Regions from separate parts of the Mus musculus genome. Here region 1 is linked to region 2. The links are chromatin contacts, called in public ChIA-PET maps. All regions are on one chromosome and are shown on one strand. The core of a region is the stretch at or near the end of the contact, and the rest is flanking DNA. Distances in the headings are between cores, read along the strand shown. Region 1 overlaps Sos1 (SOS Ras/Rac guanine nucleotide exchange factor 1). Region 2 overlaps Arhgef33 (Rho guanine nucleotide exchange factor (GEF) 33).

Region 1 (4,954 bases), core at 2,433-4,932, 68 kb before region 2:
TTTATTAAGACAAGATATTTACTCTTTTACTCCTTCAAATGTGTTTGAAGACTACAAATGACAAATATTGAAAATCTGCCTAATTTATTTTATTTTTTTTTTTTTGCTTAAATAAAGCTGTTGGGCATCAAATTGTGAGTTTAGTATGCCACTATTCTCTAACTCGATGTTTTAGTGGATCTGAGTTGAACCAAGAATACCAAATAAACACAACCAGCAGAACAGTCTACTAAAGGACTACTAAGGCTGAAGGCAATGCTACGATTTCAAATTCTTCCTTAATGCAAACCAAAAGTGGTATTTATCATAATGATAATTTAAGTTTTGCTCACATTATTTCACTGTCTTAATGGCTTAAATTAGGGATATTTGATAGTTCTGGAAAATAAATGGGGATGTTGTCCCAGTTAGAGTACATACAGAAGAAAACCCTTCCTATCCTCTCTGCCTTTTCAAACCAAGGCAACCATTTATTCCTGGTTGTCTGCTGCTGGGTGGTTTTGCATGCTCTTCCCATCTCTGCTGTATGCCTCTTGTACAGGTGCAGGTTCTGTGTATTCCGTGTTAATCTTTACCAGTAAATACACCTCACAAGGTTACTTTCAGTTTGGCTGAAGGAGAACTGTGCAGTAAAATGCGAAGGAAAGCAATGACTTTATTCAATGGTTTTTTTTTTCATTTGAAACACTATTAACTTTTAAAATAATTTCATAGTCCCTTATACATAAGCCAATGAAATATTCTGAGTTCTAGTTAGAAAAAAAAAAGCATGAATTCTACATGATAAATCTAAACAACAAAAACACTTGTAAGTTCTTTTATATGTTTCATGCCTTATTTTCCATTTTTGACACCATAAAGTGCATTTTCTGTCAACTGTGAGCAAATTTCCCTTTGCCTTTAATAAACATAGTGCATTAAGTAGCCAGTTGCTGAAAAGTTACAAAGCAAGTTAGCTAAAGGTGGGTCATACTGGACTACATTCAAAGAACCAAGATACACAAAAGATGCAAGTTGTATGTGTGTGGCTTAGAGTGCACCTGTGCAGATGCATGCCGCCTTCAGTAGCTGCCAAATGTGCCTTTAATTAAAAACATCTCTAATTTTTTTTTTCTTCAAATCAAGTCAGCATTTGGGGACGTGATTAGGGCAAGGGACTTGGGGGTACAAATATCTGGTGAAATCACCAGAGAATTTGTTTGTCAAAGTGACATGTGTAATTTTAGTTGAGATATGTCTGTGTATATATGCGTATTTGCCTTTGTTTAGGAGCACGGTTATTTGCTGAAATAATTGTTAAAAAATGCTGTCAGTCTTACTTTGATGTAAAGAACAAAGTGTGGTCTGTACATCTAATAATGACCTTTGTACCTAACCATGTTTGTTGGTGATCTTTGTATTCTGTGTGCAGCAATATTTGGTTTGTGTTAAAGTGAAAATAATGGCTGTTATTTTTCTGGCATTACTAAGATAAATTGAAAAATAATAAAGAAAAATACCTTATATAGCCTATAAGTGTGTTATTTTGCAAGCATTATTTTCGAGGGCAGTACTTGGAAGTTGTTAGTGATTCTAGTTTAGCTTATATTTGACCAGGTAGGTTGATCTTTGGGTATACACAGGATGACGTTTCAGAGGCAGTCACATTTCCAAAACAATGAGCTTAGGCGGTGCACCCAGCTGGGGTCGTTTGACATGAAAGAGCTTAAGGTTGTATCTAAAGAATTTTGTAAATACAGTCACTCAAAATGTATCATAAAATAAATATATTAAATGATTATTAGATTCAGTCCATTTATTTCAAAGTAAAGGCAAGCCAGGCCTTGTGGTACAGGTCTGAGAGCCCAGCTACTGGGGAGACTGTGTCAGGATATTATTCAAGGCATACCTGGGCAACTGTGAGTTCAAGGCCATCCTAGAACCTGTCTCAAAATAAAAAGGCAAATGGGGGTGGGTGCTGCTCAGTGATAAGAGTGCTTGCTGACAGTGAAGCCCGGGTCTCATCCCCTGTACCAGAGAGAGTAAAGCAAATAAAGAAGCAAGGTAAGTGAGGCCTAGGCAAAGGGGTGTATAAGGCCCTGACTGGGACAGAGGCTCAGGGCCCCTGGTGCTCGGAGGAGGGAGGGCCCGCATGGATGCCTGCAGTGCTGACTCCTGGCATGTATTATCGAATGGATTCTAGGCCTTCGATCGGGTTTACTAACTGTAAGTAAGATTAACACTGATGTTGGTGAGATTCGCCTTTCTGCTTTATAATCAAAAGTAAGTGCTAGGTCATCGAAGAGGAGAGAGAGCCTTACGTCGCTTCCGTTCTAAAACAGAACTAAAGAGGCCTTCTCCACATTTGAGCCTGAATTTCTGCACCTTTGATAGACTACAAATCCTGAAAAGCAATTTATGGCCACACTAACCTTTTGGGACCTTTAATAGCTGGTTTCATTGCCTTGATAAGTGATTAAGAAATGTAAGATTCCCAGTGGCAGAGTAAGCAAGTGTGGAGCAGACCTGTCTATTCTGCTTCTAGTACTCCCTGGGTGAATGACTGACATGCGCAACACAATGTCTTCCACAAAGCACTTGACACTTTTTTTTTAAATGGCAAATAAAAGTATAAAGGATGAGTCTGCTTTAGAAAACTCTAAAGAGGTTGGCTGTCTGTCCTGACATCCTATGATTTGATTCAGTATGGCTTTCTGTGCTGTTTATCACTATGCAGATTGGTTTTGAGTGACCTTAAATTATAAGCATTTGATAAGAGCCCATTTGACTATTCAGCCACAAATAAATATTGGTCTTACAGAACTGATGTTAGAACATAGGAATGAAGAAAAATCCATTTCATGGGATTTACGAGCTAGTATAAATATGTAGACAATATTTTATAAGTAGAATATTGTACATTAAAAATGTAACTACAGGGCAGTGGTGGCGCAAGCCTTTGATCCCAGCACTTGAAAGGCAGAGGCAGGCAGATCTCTGAGTTCAAGGCCAGCCTGGTCTATGGAGGACAGCCAGAGCTACACAGAGAAATTCTGTCTTGAGAAAACAAACAAAACAAATGTAACTGTTATGAAGAGAAAAGAGGACTGGTGAGTAGAAGTGTGGAATTTAACTGTAGTGATTAGTTAGCCTCATAGAGGTACACAAACCTTCCAAGAGGTGAAATAATGAGACATCTAAGTGGCTCAGGCAAGAGCCAGTTCAATAGTTCAGAGGCAGGGGCATCCTTGGTATATCTGAGAGCACCGAGGCTGCTAGTGTAGGTGAGAAATGGATATGGATAGACTATAAAGAGGTGCCACTGGGAGTTAAGCACTGAAGATCACTTAAAGCTTTAAACGCCATTGTCATCATTCTTAGAGCCCGTCCCCAACCTGGGCATCACCGCTCCAGGGAGGACTTGAATGGCCTTTCACAGGGTCACCTAAGACTACTGGAAAGCACAGATATTTACATTACAATTCATACAGTAGCAAAACTACAGTTAGGAAGTAGCAACGAAAATGATTGGCTGGGAGTCAGCACATGATATTAAAGGCTTGCAGCAGGCGCAAGGGTGAGAGGCGCTGACTTGGGTTGGGGCTGAAGCATTGGCAAGATCCACTTTACACTCACTGTGTGTGGGGAAGGACTAAAGTAAGAGCACGAGGGGGCGGACGAGGGCAGCGGAGCGGAAGCCAGGGCAAAGACTGAGTCGGGACCGTATCAGACCACGCCCACTTCACCACAGCCCGAACATCCTGACAGACACAAACCCAGAGCTGTCAAAGCCAACTTCAAGGCTTGAGGCCAGAGCAACACGAATGAAGATTACCACTAACTGAGGTGGGGAAGATACTGTGGGAAAGGCTTAGATATAAGTTTGAACATTTAAAAAAGTAAATCTGACATCAAAGGAAACCACAAATCCCAGAATGCTTAGCAGCCACAAGTCCTAAAGCCACTTCTGTTTCTAAATCACTGTGTGACAAGGAATCCCAACTTTACTGGAAGCATTGCTGTTTTGGGCTCTTGTAGAAACTTACTAATGGCAATGTTTTGTGAAAAAGTTAGTATAAACACTAGATAATTTTATTGTCCTAAGACTGTTATCTAAGACATTTAGTCATTCATTTGTCAGGGCTTGCAATTGATTTTTTTTCTTGAATATAAAATCAGTTTGCCAGTTAATAAGGAATACTTGCCATGTGTATGAATGTACTTTAATAAAATTTCAATGCAAAGCGCTTATTACATAGGTGACAAATTTAGGAATTCAAAATCTCAGAATAGCTAAATGTAAATGCAGCTCTGTGGACCAAGCCCAAAGTCACCCCACTCTAACAGGACTGAGGCAGTTCTGGGAATCCGGGAATCACAGTGTCATCGCTGAGATGACATAAGAAAGACGAGGTGGAAAAGCAGTTAGCCATCAGCTACCACAGAATTCCACTTCAGGAGTTTCATAAACAATCTAGCTTCAATCTCAGATGAGCTTAAACTCTTACAAAATGAAATAGCCCAGCAAAAGAACCTTAGCATTGTAACCCACACATCCCTTTCTCAGATGGTCCAATTCTGAACTCCGAGAAATAACATGCTCCTTGCGTGGGCTTGTATGTAGACTCTTCAAGGCTGCAAGTCACTCCTGGGACCTCCTAGCAGGAAAGTCTGCATCTCTGGTAAAGTGGCTTCATTCTCCTATCACCCGGATCATTTCCTGCAGACACCAGTGGTCAGAGGGCTGGAGACCAGAGGTAGAGCAACTGTCTCACCTTGACTTCATCCCTAACTCGTCATTAAGCCAAATATCACGGTCACTAAAGCCCCCACCTCCCCTTTCAGCTTACAGTGCTATCTAGAAAGATTATGGAATGCGCCAGAAGGAAACAGAGTAACCCATTACTCTTTTCATTGGAGAAGTGTTTTAGTATCAGTGAGAGTGGCATGATATCTTTAATTGGTTCTGAAGATG
Region 2 (5,209 bases), core at 1,237-3,736:
AGTCAGAAACATTGTACTTGGTCATCAGTGGGCACAGTGTTTACCCCCAGTCATTTCCCACAGACTGAGCCTCACCTCAGAGCGTGCCCTCCCTACACAAGCCGTACCACCTCACATGGCGGTTAGTTTTCTAGTTTTCTGGGTTTAATTGCTTCATGCCACAGCAACTACCCTTAAAAAAAAAAAAGCACAGCAAAATAAATAAGTAAATAAAAAGAGATAAAGCATTGATTCCTTTGTGGACTCTGTACTACTTGATTTCTGGTTTATGGTTGTTTTGTTTTGAGAGAGAAAAGATCTTGCCATGAAGATCTGGCTGGCCTGGAATTCGACTTGGGGCCCACGATGGCATCAAACTCAGAGCAGCCCTCTTGCCTCAGCCTCCCAACTACTTTTAGGTCTTTGAGTAAAACAGATTGAGTAGATGATTTTAAAAAGCGAGGGAGCCTGACTGAGTGATGAGGGAAAGACTGAGGGAAAAGGAGAGGAGGAAGAGCGGTTGGGGCACTGAGGCAGCTGGTAATGATGCCTGATGACCTAATTCCAGCAATTTGTCCTCTGACCTTCACATAGTGTACCGTAGATGCATGCTCCCCCGCCACTACCACCACACACACACACACACACACACACACACACACACACACACACAAGGAGGGGACTGTGGCTGACAACTCAAAGAACACCGAACTGGGCTGATGAAATGCAGTGTGTACTTTCTGACAGATAACTTCACTTGTTTGTGTATCCTCAGACAGAGCCCCATTAAGTAGCCCCGATTAGCCATAAACTTGGAATTCTTCTCACTCAGCCTGTCACACCAGCACACCTGACACTAAGTAAAAGTTAGGTGGCGAGATGGGCTGCATTCTAGACATTGGAGAATTGGTTCCTTTAAAAGCTGAAAAGAAATTAAGCAGAACAAATATCTGTGGGAAGGACCAAAAGGAGGGTAAGCCAGGTTCGGGGTCACACGCCTGCAATCTCAACCCTCTGGAGGCTGAAGCAGAAGGCTTTTTGAGTTCAAGGTCAGCTCAGGCAACATCACAACACTCTGAGAAGAGGAGGGGAGGGGAAGGGAAGTGAGAGGAAAGGAGGGGAGTATGGGGGGGGGGAGAAAAGGACGGTCCGTTATCGATCCTTTCAAATAAAGTCCAAATAATATCCTAGGAAAGTCTTAGAGATAGCAATGACTTGTATATAATCTCCTGCAAGTAAGATGTAATATGTAAACCACTGAGGTCGTTTTAGGATTCTGATATTAAATCTACTCTAAGATGATGAATTCTCACGTATCTTAAATAAAATACCATAAACAACGGATAGTACTGTGACAAATATAATTTGCTCTAGAATATCTTTATAAGTCTGTTCATATAACTCTGTAATCAACATAATAAAAGGAAGCAAGAAGTATAATGTGACCCCTGGAAGTCACCTAATGAGAGAAAACAAATCTCACAGTGTGTAAGTACACGGGGTTTAAACAACGCTGTCATGAGGGCTGAAGAGATGGGTTAGCACTGGCTGGCTGCTTTCAGAGGACCCAGGTTCAATTCCCAGCACCCACGTGGTAGCTCAAGTCACATGTAACTCGAGGCCCAGGTAATCTGACTCCTTTCCTGGCTTCTGTGGGCGTCAGGCGCAGAGTGAGTTACATAGACATGCATGCAGGCAAAGCACTCATACATGGGAATTTTCTAAATGCATAAATGAAGGCATCTCAAAGATAATGTGTTTTTTACGCCTATGTCAAAACTGAATCACCAAATATATAGCTAGCTTTGACTACACATCGGGCTCCTCAGGTGAGAGCACTCAACCTCCTCCCCGCTCCAACCACACTCCCCAAAGGGCCTCAGGTGCTCTCAAAAAAAAAAAAATCTGAGAAAGCAATGTGAATTTTCACCCAGCAGACTATGAGAAACATGGTATTTACTACAGATGCCATTCAAAATAATGATTAGAAGAGTCATTCAGGGGTCAAGTGCGGGTCCTGGGTTTGTTTCCCAATACCAAAACTTAGTGGATAGACTGGCGAGGAAAACAAAACTATTTTATTCTATCAGCAGCGCAAAGTTCCCCTAAGAGAAAGCCTGCACCCAGCAACGGGCTTGAAGAACCAAGAGTCAGCAGGACTCCTAGACAACTCTCACTTTCCAAACCAACTCTGGTTCCCCACCACAGCCCTGGTGTGTCCAGAGCCAGCGGGAATCTAGAGAAAGCACTCAGAGCGGACCATTCCTTAGCTCAGGAGCACAGATCTTCCTTATATCAGAATGTGAACGGCCATTGGTCCTCCGAGCTACTCCATTGCCACGTTATTATCTTGCTTACTTGGGATTGGGTAATTTGGCTGAGTTGATGTGTCAAGACCTGGCAGGAAGAGAAGCGTGACGGCCTGCTCTCTCACGGCCAGTGCCTGCTCTGAGGTGAATGAGTACATGTTTAAGCCTCGTGTGAGATAACACAACTCATCAAAACTCAGGCCCTTCTTCCGGGGGCCCCTCTGTCTCTTGTTGTTGCTTGGTATACCTGAGTGTGTCAGAGTGGCTTTTGATAGCCTGGGTATTTCCTGAGCTGTGGTTCTGGCAGGAAGGTTCTGTGGCTCTTTCTACCCTGACTAGATTTTTTTCTGTCTCTGTCTCTCAAACATGTTGCCCAGCTGGACTCAGCTAAGGAGAAGCCTCTCAGGGGCTCTCAGTGAGAGGGAAAGCTCATGCCTTTCCTTCCAGCCCATGGGAGATCTCTGTGAGTTCAAGGCCAACCTGATCTATATAGTACGTTCCAGACCAGCCAGGGCTACATAGTGGGACTCTGTTACAAACAAACAAACCATCAATTTAAATAAAAAACAAAGTGACATCGCACCTGGTAAGGCCACCTGCAAGTGAAGAAGAACAACTAAAGACCCTTAGAGATATTCAGAGGGACAGTCCTGGCCTCCAGAGAAAGTTTCCTCCAGCCAGGAAAAGCCTGTTTGCAGAGACAGGGGTGGAGATCAATTGGGGGAAACTAAGTAGTCAGTCAGTCGTCCTGGGGAATTACCCCATCTGCTGAAGCAGAGAAATTTCAGGTCTCGCAAGTCCCAAATGAGGTGGCTGAGTCCATGCACTTTGTAAAATAGCTCATCAGCCACCAGGGCCTATTCTAGGTGAGAGGGGAAAGCAGGTTATTGCTGCCTCTCCTGGGAGAAGGTTTTTCATCATTCCGATAAAACGGCATCCAATTTGGATCTGCCTTTGGCACTTTGGGGGCTGCTAGGAAAACAGTAAAATGCAGTCTTCAGAGTGATTGTACCTTCCCACCATTGCCCAAGTGAGCAGACTCCAGAAGCTGGGAATCAGAGACAAAGTTTGGAAAATCTCTAACTTCAGAAACACATGGGTCATAGTCAGTGTACCCTGAGGGCCAGTGATACCCTGTGGCCACTAATACTGTTACCTCATCCCTCAGAGTCCTCATCTACAAGTCATGTGCAGCTCACCTAAAGACCTCAGTCCTTACAGGTCCCTGCCTGAACCCCCAGCCTCAGGCAACTCAAGTCCTGCTCACCCCCAAAGGGCAGCTATCCCCCATGGCCTCCAGGAAGTGGATGGTGCAGATTTTTGTTTGTTTTGTGAAGCCGGATCTCTAGTAGCCCAAGCTTTCTGTGCGGTGGAGGATGGCACTGGGCTGAACCGGTGATCCCCCTGCCTCTGCTTCCTAAGTGCTGGGATTATAGGAGTACACCTCCACCTTTCTTTTTATGCAGTGCCGGGGTTAAGTGCACGCTTGACAAGCCCGCTACCAGCTCTACCCTAACCCTGCCTCGTGGTTAACTGTCACCTCTCCTTACTAACTCATCATTCTTAGAACCCAGTGGCACAGACTTAAATATAAAACAGTCCTTATCTTAGACAGGCTCAGCTAACCTTGGCTAAGCTCCAACTTGTTACATAGCCATGGAACTTCTGCTCTTCCTGCCTCCACCTCCTGAGTGCTGAGATTATCCACGCCTCACCAAGCTTACATTTTCTTAATCAATGACCAGTGTGTATTTTCTTCATTACTTTTATTATTTTATATTTTCATCTTATTTCATGTATGATTTCCCCTGCCCCAGACTAAGACCAACTGAATCCAACCTATTCTTTTTTAGAGAATGGGTAAGACTTGACACATTGGTACAAGTCACAATGGTAAACTTGACCTATAAGGAATACTCCTGGCTAAGCCTCCTGAGTACTAAGAATACAGGCATGCACTCCACACCAGACTATAGTCAAATGCATACCTATCTTACAGTTAGTTGGCTGTTTTCGGAACAAAGAGAAGAGGACAGCCCTTCTATCAAGAGTCCAGAACAAGAACAGACAAACTCTATCAAGTTGTCCTCTGACCCCCACGTATGTGTCTTCTGTACTCCTTGCCCCATACAAATAAGTAATGACTGTAATGACCAAAGGCAAAGGGGGCCCAGAACTGAACCAGGTGTGACAGTGCAGCCTTGGGAGGCTGAGGCATGGTGAAAAGTTCCAGGCCACCCTAGGTTACATAGTGAGACCTTTTCTCAAGTAACGCTGTAATACGTGGCAGCTAGATTATGTTCAAATTCCTCAGTGTCTTGTTTTAATTTCCTGATTTGGAACAAGTTAGGACACAAATTAGTAAACAATAGGACAGCGGGCACTGTAGCACACACCTGTTGGCTCACCTAAGTCCGGGAATTCAAGGCCAGCCTGGGAAACATGAGAGAGACCCTGACTCTAGAAGTGAGTAAAGTGCTCCACCCTCTCCCTCCTCACTGAAGTACATATTTCTTGTCTCTCAGAAAGTTGGAAAGAAATCCCACTCAAAGGCCCTATAACTCTAAAACGCTGAGGCTCATTCAGCAGGGCTTCTCCAAGCATTGCTCAGTGGCATGGGGTACCACACCAAAGAGTCTCTTCCTGGCCCATGCACCCCCATTAGTCCTCTCTCTGTCTCTGTCTCTGTGTGTGTGTGTGTCCCTCTCTCTGTCTCTTTATCTTTCACTGTCTCTTCCCTCTCCCCCTTCCTCTCCCCCCTCTCTCCCCCCTCCCTCTCCCTCTCCCTCTCCCCCTCCCTCTCCCCCTCCCCCTCCCCCTCCCCCTCTTCCTCTTCCTCTCCGTTCCCCCATTCTCCCCTCCCTCATTGACACTGTAATCCAAGCTGGTTATGCTAAGCAGCTCATAGTTGTTCTTTTCTA

What was found. ChIA-PET counts read pairs in DNA pulled down with a chosen protein or histone mark.
Region 1: an RNA polymerase II ChIA-PET map of memory CD8 T cells shows a contact between it and region 2, with 115 read pairs. The contact joins two enhancer-like sites. A contact is called at or near these places in 1 of 15 datasets of contacts at CTCF or cohesin (pro-B cells), 4 of 484 Hi-C or Micro-C datasets (B cells, CD8 T cells, the G1E-ER4 cell line and 1 more), 3 of 115 datasets of contacts at active chromatin or transcription factors (effector CD8 T cells, embryonic stem cells and memory CD8 T cells) and 2 of 9 other capture datasets (adipose tissue and embryonic stem cells).

Annotation. Positions count from the first base shown.
Region 1 is chr17:80,390,574-80,395,527 of GRCm38.p6, reverse strand. It overlaps Sos1 (SOS Ras/Rac guanine nucleotide exchange factor 1), which reads left to right. Exons shown (of 22, transcript NM_009231.2): 22 at 1-1,776. It also overlaps a transcript of Arhgef33 not described here. Among named protein-coding and RNA genes, the nearest start is that of Gm10190, 20 kb to the right of the region's middle. Within about 2 kb of position 3,682, at least 67 of the 459 cell types and tissues checked have an H3K27ac peak or open chromatin away from gene starts, as enhancers often do. A contact at or near this core is called in CD8 T cells and memory CD8 T cells, where this site is marked.
Region 2 is chr17:80,321,093-80,326,301 of GRCm38.p6, reverse strand. The region is part of intron 1 of Arhgef33 (Rho guanine nucleotide exchange factor (GEF) 33); the gene reads right to left. Among named protein-coding and RNA genes, the nearest start is that of Arhgef33, 16 kb to the right of the region's middle. Within about 2 kb of position 2,486, at least 39 of the 459 cell types and tissues checked have an H3K27ac peak or open chromatin away from gene starts, as enhancers often do. A contact at or near this core is called in CD8 T cells and memory CD8 T cells, where this site is marked.